Regions from separate parts of the Rattus norvegicus genome. Here all the other regions are linked to region 2. A link is a contact called in public Hi-C and HiChIP or PLAC-seq data. All regions are on one chromosome and are shown on one strand. The core of a region is the stretch at or near the end of the contact, and the rest is flanking DNA. Distances in the headings are between cores, read along the strand shown.

What was found. A called contact is a pair of places that touch in the nucleus more often than the background predicts. HiChIP or PLAC-seq counts read pairs in DNA pulled down with a chosen protein or histone mark.
Region 1: a Hi-C map of the A7r5 cell line shows a contact between it and region 2, with 5 times the contacts expected there. The contact joins the enhancer-like site here to the promoter of Atp2b1 in region 2. A contact is called at or near these places in 2 of 12 Hi-C or Micro-C datasets (the A7r5 cell line and the Rat2 cell line).
Region 3: a contact with region 2 is called in an H3K27ac HiChIP or PLAC-seq map of oligodendrocytes, with 6 times the contacts expected there. The contact joins the enhancer-like site here to the promoter of Atp2b1 in region 2. A contact is called at or near these places in 6 of 12 Hi-C or Micro-C datasets (the A7r5 cell line, the Rat2 cell line, Schwann cells and 3 more) and 1 of 1 datasets of contacts at active chromatin or transcription factors (oligodendrocytes).

Annotation. Positions count from the first base shown.
Region 1 is chr7:35,437,473-35,441,840 of GRCr8, reverse strand. No RefSeq gene overlaps it. Among named protein-coding and RNA genes, the nearest start is that of Atp2b1, 180 kb to the left of the region's middle. Within about 2 kb of position 1,885, at least 17 of the 93 cell types and tissues checked have an H3K27ac peak or open chromatin away from gene starts, as enhancers often do. A contact at or near this core is called in the A7r5 cell line, where this site is marked.
Region 2 is chr7:35,619,543-35,623,847 of GRCr8, reverse strand. It overlaps Atp2b1 (ATPase plasma membrane Ca2+ transporting 1), which reads right to left and starts at 1,387. Exons shown (of 21, transcript NM_001399339.1): 1 at 1,160-1,387.
Region 3 is chr7:35,771,575-35,775,917 of GRCr8, reverse strand. No RefSeq gene overlaps it. Among named protein-coding and RNA genes, the nearest start is that of Poc1b, 37 kb to the left of the region's middle. Within about 2 kb of position 3,092, at least 13 of the 93 cell types and tissues checked have an H3K27ac peak or open chromatin away from gene starts, as enhancers often do. A contact at or near this core is called in the A7r5 cell line and Schwann cells, where this site is marked.

The DNA of each region.
Region 1 (4,368 bases), core at 636-3,135, 180 kb after region 2:
TGGACTTGAAACTTAAAACAGCTGAAGTGTAAAATGAATGGACGGTGATATTTTTTTTGAAGATCATCTTTAAATTGAGTACTTACTAGACAGAATCAGTGAGTAGAGTTCCCACGTACCTAACAGTTATACTTAAGTGGTCTGCTGTACTGTCATTTGACAGCATCTGTTGGGACATTATTTGGGCTATTTTTAACATTTACAGAGCTCAAGGTAAATCCCAAACAGGGTTTTAAACCACAGGAATTTTCAAGTCTAGATGACCCCTGATCTTTTAAATGACTCCAAGGAGTTATGGGCCTCCTTGAAATCAGATCTGACTTGAGTAATTTGAAAACTTCTCACTCAGTTCCTGCCTTGAAGAGAAGCCGGAAGCCATGAGTCAGTTTCTCTGGTTACCATTGAGACCGAGTCAACGGAGAGAAGGCACTTTATAAACAGCAATGAGATTACTTCCCTAATAATAAAACCTTCAGTTGTGCTTCCTCTGCTGACACCATAGATCTGGGTAGTGTGAAGGCTTACGGAGAGGCAGCCTGGCTGTTCCCTTTGACCAGAGTTTATCCTGAAAAATGTTCAGGCAAGAGAAGTAATGTTGTGGTATGACACCTGCAAATTTAATGTTACACTGAGATGCTATAATAGGCCACAAAATAATATATCTTGTGAGAAGCCCGAATGATATGGAAAGACCACATGAAGGAGGACTGGGTGCTTCAGTCAGCAGGCCCTGGGTAAGCTTCTGCCAAGTGAGTACGTGCCGGTTTGGATTCTAGTTCAGCCTGGCCACTGGAAGAATACAGATTGAAATCAAGGACACGGAGCTAAGTACTGCTAAGCACAGGCTGATCAATGTTTGCTATCGTTAAAAGGAATGATTGTGGCTATTATAAGCCACTAAATTTTGGGCTAGAAGTTCACATGTCAAAATTCAGCAACATTAAGCCCGATGACCCGAGTTTGTAAGATGTCACTCTACGGTTTACCTGTGTTTCTAAAATATGAATCCATGTGCCCACACACCCACACGCGTGTGTTTTTTTGTTGTTTTTGTTTTTCTTAATTTTTGAAATGAGTAAAAGTCAGAGCAGGCGCTGTATCCTCAAAAGGCCCCCAAATACTCAGATAGCATGAAAGATATGATATTAAAAAGTTGTGAAGAAAATAATTGGTGTCAAGAAGAAGAAGAAGAAGAAGAAGAAGAAGAAGAAGAAGAAGAAGAAGAAGAAGAAGAAGAAGAAGAAGAAGAAGGAGAGAGAGCGAGCGCACACGTGTGTGCGTGTGTGTGTGCGTGTGTGTGTGCGTGTGTGTGTGCATGTGTGTGTGTGCGTGTGTGTGTGTGCATGTGTGTGTGTGCGTGTGTGTGTGTGCATGTGTGTGTGTGCGTGTGTGTGTGTGCATGTGTGTGTGTGCGTGTGTGTGTGCGTGTGTGTGTGTGTGTGTGTGTGTGTGTGTGTGTGCGCGCGCGCTTTGGCAGGGTTGTATTGGTTTCATCTGGTCACTATATTATGCCAGGACACCCTAGGGGAAACTCTTGGACTCCAAAATTCTGCCCAGATTCTTTTGAGTTGCAAGAGAAAGCTTCATTCTTTTATTATTTTCATATTGAATTAGAAGCTCTTTTACATAAATATAATTTTCTTCAGCATCTGTTGATTTTTTTGGACCATGAAATTTAGCAGGAAATTAAAAGCATGAAGATTTGCATAGCATAATGCTGAGTTATGCAAGTTTGAAATAGGTCTTTATCTAATTCTGTCACAGAAATCTGTTTTTTAGAAGCAGAAGGCTCGACAAGCTCACATTACTCATGTTCGCGTTTGCGAATGCCACCTCACTCTCCTCCTGAGATGACTCTGAGGCTCACCAGTTTGCACAGCCAGTAGAAAATGCGTTTGCCAACAGCACTGGTCAGATGCCAGCTGCTGGGGACTGCTTCGACTGCCGTGTCCCGTCTGCAGAGGACAGCTTGACAAGGAAGTAGCTGGAAGTAGAGTCAAGGTCAGGAGATAAAAGACAAGGCTTTAACCCTGGTTGGAGTCAGCAAAGTCCATCTTGGCTTACAGAAATGGGGTACAAGGCCAAGCATTTAACCAGACTCATTCAGAAACGCTGAATTGTATGGGTCCTCCATCTTCTGTCCTCCAACGCTTTCAAGAATGCTATGCCTGTGGTCCACTTCACAGAAAGTGGCTCTACGGGCCTGTGATCAAATACCAGTGGCTCAATTTCTGGTCTGAAGTTGTTCACAGACATCCTGGTGTTGACAGGTTAAACATTTAGACCCCCTTTTTTCTCTATACTTGTTTCCTGGGTGAGACCAAGTTCCTCTTAAAAGCTCAGTTTAAATACTCCTTCAAAGAAGTATGTATTTCTCAAGGGTCTACTCTTCTACTATGAGCTCTTAATACCATCCTTTAGAGTGAAACCATCTATAATTGTTTGGCTTTGGATCCCTGGGGAATATTTCACACATCACAGCAGACCTGGCCTCCAGGTTCTTCCAGCATCCCTCAGTCCCTACCTGGCATTCCCTGCTCCCCTGATTTTGAACTTTCCATCCTAGGGGTTGAACTGCCCTTTCCCCAGAGGCTCTCTCTCTCTCTATCTCTATCTCTCTCCCTACCCTCCTCCTCTCCTCTTCCTCCTCCTCCTGCCCCTCTTCCTTCTTCCTTTTCTCTCTGCACTTTCCCTCTCTCCTTTCTCTGGCTGCCACCTCCCCATGGTGACTTTCTTAGCCTCAATCCTTAGGGCCAGTGAACCCACTGGAGAGCAGCTCCACAATAAACCTGCCTTTAATATATAATCTAATCTGGCTAGAATGGACTCATTTCACCAACGGAGAAATAATCTATCACCAATAAATTGCATTCTTTTAATAAAAGCTCTCATTTCAAGCTAGATATGGTGGCAAATGCCTGTAATCCCAACAGATTTGAAGCTGAGGCAGGGCCTCTCTCTCTCTCTCTCTCTCTCTCTCTGTGTGTGTGTGTGTGTGTGTGTGTGTGTGTGTGTGTGTAGCCAGTTTAGGCTATAAGGTGAAATCCTGTTTTTCAAACCAACACTCTCAAACACTGTCATCAAAACCCCTGATCTGGACATTTGCTGCAAAAGGAGTGAACAGATGTGTGTGTGTGTGTGTGTGTGTGTGTGTGTGTGTGTGTGTGTGTGTGTGTGTAGATAAGGCAAATTTTACTCTTAATCAAGAGGGTATGATTGGAACAATACACTTGATTTTTATTCTAATTCAGGTAGTGACTGTGTCCTTCCCATTGGCCCATTGGCTGGGGTCCAACCTTACAGTCTTCTTCAGCTGTCACTCGAGAAATGAAGGAGGAAGGGGTCAGGTGACATTGTTCCTGGGAAGTAGCAGGGGACCTTTTTGTAAACAAAGGTTTTGTCTGTGGGGGAGATTAAAAATTTTGCATAATGAATTCTTTGTCGGAAACGCAAGTTTTATAGTATTTAATAGGAAACACCACATGCATTAAATATTTCTTATACATCCCTCCTCTTGTTTTCAAACATTCTTTTCTTTAAACTTACTAAGTTTGGGACTCCCCTTTCCTGTCCCCTCTTGGAGTAAGCATGTACAACAGGGAAGGAGTGCCTGTGACGGCTGATTTAGGAAAAATAATTAATTATCCTGGCTATTTTATCAGCATGGTTTAAGGTAAGCCCATTTAGGCATGGCCCTTTGGATAGGAGATTGACCTGGTCCATTGGAATGTTAGGTCAACACCAGGGGCTTATCTTCTCTCTTGTGCAGGAGAATTTTCTCTTAACAGGTTTTCGATATTACCTTAACATTCCGCCTCCCCGAAGAAGTAGCCTTAAAATAAGTTAGAAACTAGATCAGAGATCAGAGCTGCCCAATCAGGGGACAGAAAAGGGTGTCTTTTGCCTCTGGCAAGGGTGAAGAAACTGCCTTAAGACCTAAGAGACACTTCTGGCTTTTAGTCAAGAAAGAAACTGGATATTTTTCTTTACCCCATACTACCTAGCCAATTTCTACCTCCTGTTCTTATCACTCCTCCTTCTGAAGAGGTAACCCCAACTGTTATTGTAAAATTGGGGTGCTGACTGACCATGCTTCTTACAGCTGAATTTGGTGTGTTATATGCAACAGACTTGGAGATTCCCTTCCAAAGGGTCTTATGTAAAAGACACCACTGTCAGACACACAATTGCAAGTCCTTATCTTATGCCTAGATAGAGAGTTTAAATATCTGTTAATCAAATCCATCAAAGTCCATTAGAATCTCTTTATGGACTCCCAAGAGCCCCCATCTATTGGGCTCCTCATGTTTCTTTAGCCTCTAAGGTTGTTTTCCAGAGTGATGAACCCAGAATCTGCTTTTTGGTGGC
Region 2 (4,305 bases), core at 138-2,637:
ACATGAATCGGAAACAACCGTGAACATCCTGAGGAGCTAGACTCAAGACCTGAAGAGAGCGTCCAGGCGGCTCTCCAACTCCCCGGGAGTCACCGTCCTGTCTGACACGCATCTATCACACCACCCTCTCCGGGGGACCGACGACGAACCTTCACCTTGCACCGGCAGTACCTCCTGGGGGCCCAAGCCAGGGATTAAATGGGTGACCCTCCCGGGGCGCGGGGAGAAGGAGTGCCCGGCACCGCTGCCCTCAAGGTCACCACATGCCGGGGTGGGGGCGACCAGTGTTCGGATGGGCTGTGGCGGCAGCAGAGGCAGCCCCGCGAAGTCGGAGAGCGCCCGGGTGTAGACGAGAAGCCACTGGGACGGAGACTCCAAGCTGGACCCGGCGCCGAGGCGCGCGGCGAGGAAGCCTTCTCACCTTTACGGTCTCCTAGCAGGAGCGAACCCCGGCGGCGCCGCCAACTTCGCGGGGACCGGCCACGCTCCACCCCGCGCCCAGCTGTCAGGACCCCCGCCGCGCCCTGCGCGCCCCACCCGGCCTCCCCCGCAGGTGGCCGCCCCCGCCGCGGGCAGCCACCGGCCGCCACTCACCTCGCCCGCAGCGGGAACCATTTTTCCGAGAGAAGAATCAAGGAAGGATAGGCGGGTGGGTCCGGGGGTGGCGGCGAGGGGTCGCGGGACGTACCCGCAGCCGGCTCGCAGGGATCGGGGCGCCACGCGGAGGTGCGACTGCACCTCTGGAAGGAGGCGGCGGTGGAGCCCAGAGACTCGGCGTCCACCAGCCGGGGCTCCCTACTCACGCTGCACCGCGAGGAGGCGGCGGCGGTGGAGGAGGAGGCGGCGCCCGGCCGGCCCCCGCCCAGAGCCCGGCGGCCGCCGAGTGGCCGCTCGCGTCCCCGCAGGACCCGCCTCCTCCGCTCCGCAAAGCCGCGCTCAGGGCGCGCCGCGCTCAGCACAGCAGCTCAACCGGCCCCGCGCCGTCGTCCGCAGCAGCAGCAGCAGCGGCGGGCGGGGTGCAACCCGGGGCGGGGTCCGGCAGACACCGGTTCGCAGACGGCGGAGCTCAAGGGGCTACGGCCAGCTCCGGGCAGGGGCCCGTATGCACCGGGTGACCCGCGGGGCCGCCCGAGCAGGCAAGGGGGAGTAGGGCGCTCACCCGTTCCGGTCCGACGCTCCCTTCTTCTCCACACCTCCACGCCTCCCGCTCCACGCTGGCAGCGCAGCTGCTCCCGCTGCCTCTGCCACCGCTGCCGATGCTCGCGCGGCCGCCGCTGCCGCCTTGGCTGGGCGCGGTCACGTGACGCGGCCCGCGGGGAGCCTGAGGGCGGGCGGGCGCGCGCGCGCGCACGAGCGGAGGTAGCGCGGCTCGGACCGGGACTGGCGCTTCCCGGAGAGGGCGTTTAAGGGGAGGATCCGGTGAGCGCGTCTCCGCCTGGAGAGCGCGCGCCCGGGGCGGGGGGAAACCAGAACTTGCAGCGCGCGGTGCGGAAAGGGTGGCCTGGAGTGCCGGGCGGGCGACTCGCGCCTCCGCGCGCCCCTCCCTCTCTTCCTTCCCTGCTCCCCGGGCTCCCGGCTACCCCCGCCCCCTCCTGCGCTCTTTTCTCCCCCTTCCCCTCCTGCGGCGGCTTCCGATTGGCCGTCGGGCTCTGACGTCTGTGTTTCCATGACGTGTCGGACCGGGGAGGGCCGCGGGAGGGGGCGGCGGGGGAGGAGGGGGCGGCGACTCCGTCAGTCACCGCCGGTGCCGGGGCGCGCGGCCGGGCGGCTCCTGCAACGTGAGGAGGCAGGAGAGCAGCGACTGCCGCAGCCGTGGGACGCCCTTCACCTGGGGTCCCGCTCGAGTCGCCCCCGGGTGGAGACGAAACCGGGTTACCGGACAGTAGAGCGGCTCGGCGCCCACTCCCTAGCGGACCTGTCTCTTGTCCCGGACAGTGACGCACTCGCCCGACAGCCAAAGTGCCTACCCCTTTGGGAAGAGAGCCCACTCGCCCTGTAGGCGCGCTGGCCCGGCCACAGACACCGGGGATCCCCGCTGCAGCGCCCAAACGGTGTCCTCTAGCCGGTGCAAACAGGCCTCGCACCGCGCTTGAAGTCCTCGTGTTTCTCTTTTGGGTTTGCTGCCCTTTTTTACCCCCCAACCTGTGGCCAGCTAGTGGGTCTTTAATTCATAATACTTAAACGCTACCATCTTTCCCGTGGAGCAAAGAAACGAAAGCGGGGGGGGGGCGGGGGGGGGAGGATGCAGAGTACCGTGCAGTATTTAGATGGTACAAGATAGCCGATTCTGGTCCGACCTCTTGAACGTGTTGCAGTTCAAAAGAAAACCGCTCCTCATTGCATCTACTTTAAAAGGGGATCTTCTTGACTGTATCCACACATTTAAAGATGTGTATATCCTGCCCCATCCTTCTATAATCTCTGCTTGAACTAAAGGTCCCCCTCTCTGAACAATTTAGACCTTTATGTGTGTTATTTTCAGTATCACTTAGCTCGAGAAACCAAAAAAAAAAAAAAAAGTGTTCCGTAGTGTGTTGTTTTTTTTTTTTTTTCAACCCTGAAATGAAAGAATTGGTAGTTTCATAGCCCTCTCAAAAGCACACGGGTAAGGCAAGAACTGCATTATATATGTTCCCTGCCTGGTAGCATCTGTTTTAAAATAAAGGCTTGAAAAGAAAATACTTGAGTTTAAAAGCAAATTTTCCATGATAAAACTGCTGAAAATAATTTTTCCATTTTTATCTTCCTCCAGGGTAGACATTACCAACCTCTGAGCTGTGCCCTTGACGTGTAAAATTGGCACTGGGTATTTTCTCTCTCTGTTTATCACAGAGAATTGGTTGATGTGGTACAATAAATAGCCCTTCCTGATACTCTTTCAAATCTACAATTAGGAAACCAAATTAATTAAATTTCACTTAGGTAATTTCCAGTATTTTCTCGCCCTGAAGTCTCTTTTCAGAATAACTCATTCCCAGCCTTCCTCCGAGGAAGTCCCCATAGAAAATTGAATTATGCATTCTATTTTAATCAACAAGTTGACATTAAAGTATTGAGTGAATCATCGTATGCTACACCAGCAAAAAACGATAATAGATTAAACTAGAATCTGTTCACTTTGTGGGTTTGCTGCGATTCTAACTCATAAAATGCATGTTATTAAAGTATGTGTTCACGAAAAAAAATCACTGAGCATCCTCACTATAGAACGTTATTGCAGTGAGATTTTTATTTGCATGCAAAGATGAACCCACAAGTGAAAACATATATGTCCCAGAACATAGTTGTATGTGCTTTATGTGAATTGCATATATGATAAACTTACTCTCATATAGCTAGCAGCCAGCATAATTGTACTGTATATTCGATTTGTGTGTTTTTATCCTTCAGATACAAAATTAAAGCTGAAACTGATATAGAAGCAACTGTGCATTAAGAAATTCAATTTTTTCCCCTCCTGCAGGGTTTCATCCTGAAACTTCCCTAAATGACATACTTTTTGATATAAAAATGCTGAGTTAGGTCTGGAAGAATGGAACTGTAGCCTCATGGTGACCAGTAAGTACCCTGGTACTGGACTAGAGCTCAACCCTTCGGCATTTTTCTTATAAAATATTGAGCTGCCTCAAGTCAAAAATGCCTCTGTATATTATATCCACATATCATCTTCATCTTGAACTTAGATTTCATTGATCTGGAGATATATTAGTATACATTAAGAGCAAAACAATACAATTTTCTATTAAGTAATAATGGTGGTTTTGTAAGTGTGCTTCTTAGTTACAAAAGTTACTGTTTGGGGCGTTATATTGAAGAGGCAATAACATATGTGGCAATTTTATTAGGTGCATTCCTTTCATTCCTTTTAATGGTATAATCGTATTGACATCTCTCTGGTAAATTGATTAGTCCAAGCTGTGTAACTCATGCAGAAACTCCTCGATGTAACTAAATATGAAGAGAAACATTAGGCTGTTTATTCTCTTGAGAATCCCAACCTAGCACGATTTCACACTTCCATAATCCCAGCACACTGGAGGCAAAGACCAGGAGGGGGGAGAATTCCAGACCAGTCTGGCAACACATAGGAAGACTGCCTTTAAAAGAACGGGGTCTAGGGGTGGCTGGAGAAATAGTTCAGTGGACTGGGGTTCAGTTTCCAGCACTCACATGGCAGCTCACAACTGACTATGACTCCAGGATCTAACAGCCTCACACAGACGTATAAGCAGCCAAAATACCAATGCACACAAAGTAAAAATAAATAGATTTTTAAAAGCATCATATGTGTTAAACATTGGAGCA
Region 3 (4,343 bases), core at 1,843-4,342, 150 kb before region 2:
AGGTGATTTCTGAGTCTAAAGAGAGATTCTGCCTCAATCAATAATGTGGAGAACAGTCAAGGAAGACGCCTAAATCAACCTAAATCCTCCACATGCACGGACACAGGAACCTGCGCACATGCAATCAGTCATGCATCTCACACACGAAAAGGGGAAAAAATGTAAGGAGTAAAAGCCTGAACCATAAAAGAAGAAACCCATAGGGTTCATTAAATGAAAAAGCTGCTAATCAAAGACATTTTAGAGCATGGAAAGGAGAGCTTGATAGAGGGAGGAAAATATTTAAAAGTCACACTTCCAACCAAAGGCTCTTATCCAGAATGTTCGACCATCCCTCAAACTTGAAGAGTGAGGAACAATCAACTTGTAAAGTGGATGAGAGAAGGGCCCGTATGGATGGAAAACAGCTCTTGAAAAGACACACAATCTCATTAGTCATTAGTTAAAGTCACAACACATCCGTAGGGGTGGTAAAAAAAATTAAAAAATACCGAAATATCAAATAATGGCAGGGACGTCATGGCTAGAACTTAGTGCTCTGCTGCTGGGAGTACAAAGTATCCCCGAACTAGAAGGAAAATAAGACTCCACAGTTCTTAAGTTAGGTTAAACATGTATCTATCACCACGTCTAGAAACAAATGTTACCAAAAGCACACCCCCCCAAAGAAACTGTTCATAAATGTTTATAACTGGTTCTATTCATAGTCACCCCAAATAGGAAACGGTGTAAATATAAATGTCCTCCGAGTGGAATGGAGAGACAAACAGCAGAACATCTCTATAATGGAATTCTCTTCGGCACCGTGCAGAACCAGCTATTGAATCACTCAGAAACTTGGATGCGTCTCAAAGTCATTAGACCCAGTGAAAGGAGCCAGCCTCGCGCGTGGGGTGGATTCCACCTACGAAACAAAATGTCTCTAGAAGTCTGAACAGTACAGCGAGGCAGTGGATGGAAGTGGGTTCCCCATCAGAATTCAGAGGGGGAGACTCAAAGGAAGCTTTTGTTGTGCTTGTTTGGGGCTTCGGTTTTGAAGCAAGGTCTCGTTGTGTCTAGCCTAAGCCATTGATGCCTGAGCCTTTGGACTCCTGGGATTACAGATGTGAGCCACCACACCCAGCCCAGAAATGTGTATTTTCATGATGTTGGTTGTAACCGGGACTACATGAATTTATACACACACTGAAACTTACAGCGCTGAGCACAGAAAAGGTCATTTTTGCTGTTGGCTGCATTGTAAAAATCAGGTTGGGAAGACAACGCAGAAACGCCCAGGCATTTGACAGAAGTAAACAATAGCTCTGTGAGGTTTTCCTCCTCCATTTTTTTCGGAGGTGGGGAACCGCTCAGACAGTATGCTACATGTTTGCTCATTCCTGTTTCCATCAAGGCGGCTCGGCAACTTGAGTCACCAAGTCCAGATCTGGAGCAGATAGCATGCAGAGGACAGGCTATCAGAAAGTTAATGACTTGGCTGCTCGCCGCGGCTTAAAGGAACAAGAGGGATATTCAAACCTTAATGGGAGCATTCAGTCCGGGAGACAGGGAGACATGCTTTACTTTTAATCAGCTTTCCTTGCAAGCTGCTTCAAGTGATCGTTAGGTCAGCAAACAACCAACTTCAACCTTATAGGCTCATAGCAGAGAGAAACTTTTACCTTCCCAGGTTCCTCCAAAAAAGAGTCCTCTGTACAACAGAACTACACCACTGAGGGTGAAGTAAGACTTCAGGGGTGCTGACTCATTTATTTTTTTTTTCTCCAGAACTGGAGGTTTTCTAAGGATTTATCTGCCTGGTGCACAGTTGTCTTCAGTACCCAGGATGTAATGATCTTAAGTTCAGTTAGGACTTAAGAGACTACAGTGGGTTTTTTGAAAGGTGTCGTTAACTGGTTAACATTGTGTTTTAGGGTCCCTGTTTGTAAACTGGACTGATAATCATTGTGAAAACAGAATAAGACAGTAAAAAAAAAAATTAAATAAAGGGTGGTAGTGCTGAGGAGTTCTTAGACGTTAGAATACTGTCTTTCAGAGGAGAAAGGGGGAGAGTGGGGAGAGTCAGGCTTGACTCTTCTGTCCAGGGCAGAGGCTCAGGGAGTGGAAGAGTCAGGGACGGACTACCTGTGTCACAATGAGGAGAAGAAAGAATCTTTTGAAAAGATCGAGGGATCTGGGACTTGCTTCAGCTAGGCTAGGTTGGCTTTCCTTGGCCCAAAACACATTCGAACGATACTAATAAGCATGACCGGGGTGGGGATATGGAAACATCAGAACAAGGGACCGACAACTATGGTTGCCATCTGACCTCTACATTGGTACAGCGGCAGGAGTATACCTGCATTTACACAGGAACACATGGGCATACACACAAAGATTAAAACATCTATTGGGGGGGCTGGGGATTTAGCTCAGTGGTAGAGCGCTTGCCTAGGAAGCGCAAGGCCCTGGGTTCGGTCCCCAGCTCCGAAAAAAAGAACCAAAAAAACAAAAACAAAAACAAAACAAAACAAAACAAAACAAAAAAATCTATTGGGGCTTAAGAAAAGACAGCTCTCTGCTTAAGGGTCATGAAGGCCAGGCATTCACATGCTCAGGACAAAATCTCTAGATTTCTAAGGTCTGGCCTGCTAGTACTTCGGTGACACACTTCTTAGTCACTTATATTACACAGCAGGTGGAGGGGTGGGTGAGGGCCGAGGCTCTCTTTAAGCCGGAAGGACTCATCCATAAGGAATGACTGCGACAGAGCTTTTATTGTTGGCCTTGGCAGAGAAATCTGACCTCCTACACAGAAACGGACTCTTGCTCTCCTGCCATCTGGGGAGCCCTATTCTCCATGGGTCTTTTGGGAAGACAGAGTTCTTGGCCAAGAGCGTAGGTTTAGAATGTGGATGTGCCAATCCGAGCTTGGCCACTTGGCTTTGTAATTTTAAACGTATAACCATCTGGATGTCAGTTTTATTAGTGATAAAGCCAGGATCCGTCCTCTGACGATATTTAACTGGAAAGCCCAAACTTGTTACTTTGTTGCCCATTGCTCAGAAGGAAGTCCCAGATTCTGACGTCAGCGGACAACAACTTCCACCGGCCTCATTTCCCCCGACCCCTCCTCCTTCCTGGCTCTGCTGAAGACACCAGCTTCTGGGTTGTTCCCCATACACCGCTGCCAGTCATGCCCCAAACATAGATTCTGTGTGCTCGCTGACTGTGTCTTCCTCCCAGGAGACGCTCCCCGGTGGCTGTTAAAAGTCCTTTCTTCTGTCTTCCATGCCTAAACTGGGACATACTGTCTCAGTCCCCCGCTGGTCAGCTTAACCTGTAACTGCTCGCTCTCTGTTCTAGATCTTTACCCTGTTCCACTTTTCTGCAAGGCATATCTCCTCTGGCGCGGTGCATAATTAATTATTGATCTTGTTTATTGTCTGTCTCCAGGAGTTGAATACAAGTCCTAGAGAATTGGAGATTTGCGCTCTCTTCATTGACCTGCCTTCAGCACAGGAGAGTAGTAGGTGAAAATAATCAAGTTTGGTAAATATGTGGAAAAACGAGAGACCATTAGCTCCTTGTAGTTTTCTCTCCCTGCAATCTCAACTTTTCATAATCACCCCAATCAATGTCCTCTTGCTCTTTGGTTTTGTTTATGGATTTGTCTCCTCAGCCATCATTCGCATGTGTGTGCTGCACACAGAGCTGGAGAAGAGTGGGCTAAGTCATCACCCCTTAACTCACCGAGTCCAGGCAGCAAACACACCAGCAAAAATGTACAGTAGTGTCATCATTCTCTAATGAGGGTGCCAAGCAGATGAGGTAGACAGTGCTATTTTAGGTTAGGATGGTCAGGGAGGTGTCCCTGGGGATGTGGCTTTAGAAGTGTGGGTGATACAATCCACAAGACCACAGGAAGCTCAAGAAGAAGGATGACCAAAATGCGGATGCTCCCACTCCTTCTTAAAAGGGGGAAAATATCCATAGGAAGGGATATGGAAGCAAAGTTTAGAGCAGTGACTGAAGGAGTGGCCATTCAGAGCCTGCCCCACATGTGGCCCATATATATATATATATACAGCCACTAAAACTAGATAAGATTGATGAAGCTAAAAAATGCATGCTAAAAGGGACCGGATATAGATCTCTCCTGAGAGACATATCCAGAGCATGTCCAATACAGAGGTCAATGCTAGCAGCAAACCACCGAACTGAGAACGGGACTCCCTTGGGAGGAATTAGAGGAAGGACTGAAAGAGTTGAAGGAGCTTGCAATCCCATAAAAACAACAATGCCAACCAACCAGAGCTTCCAGGGACTAAACCACTGCTGAAAGACTATACATGGACCGACCC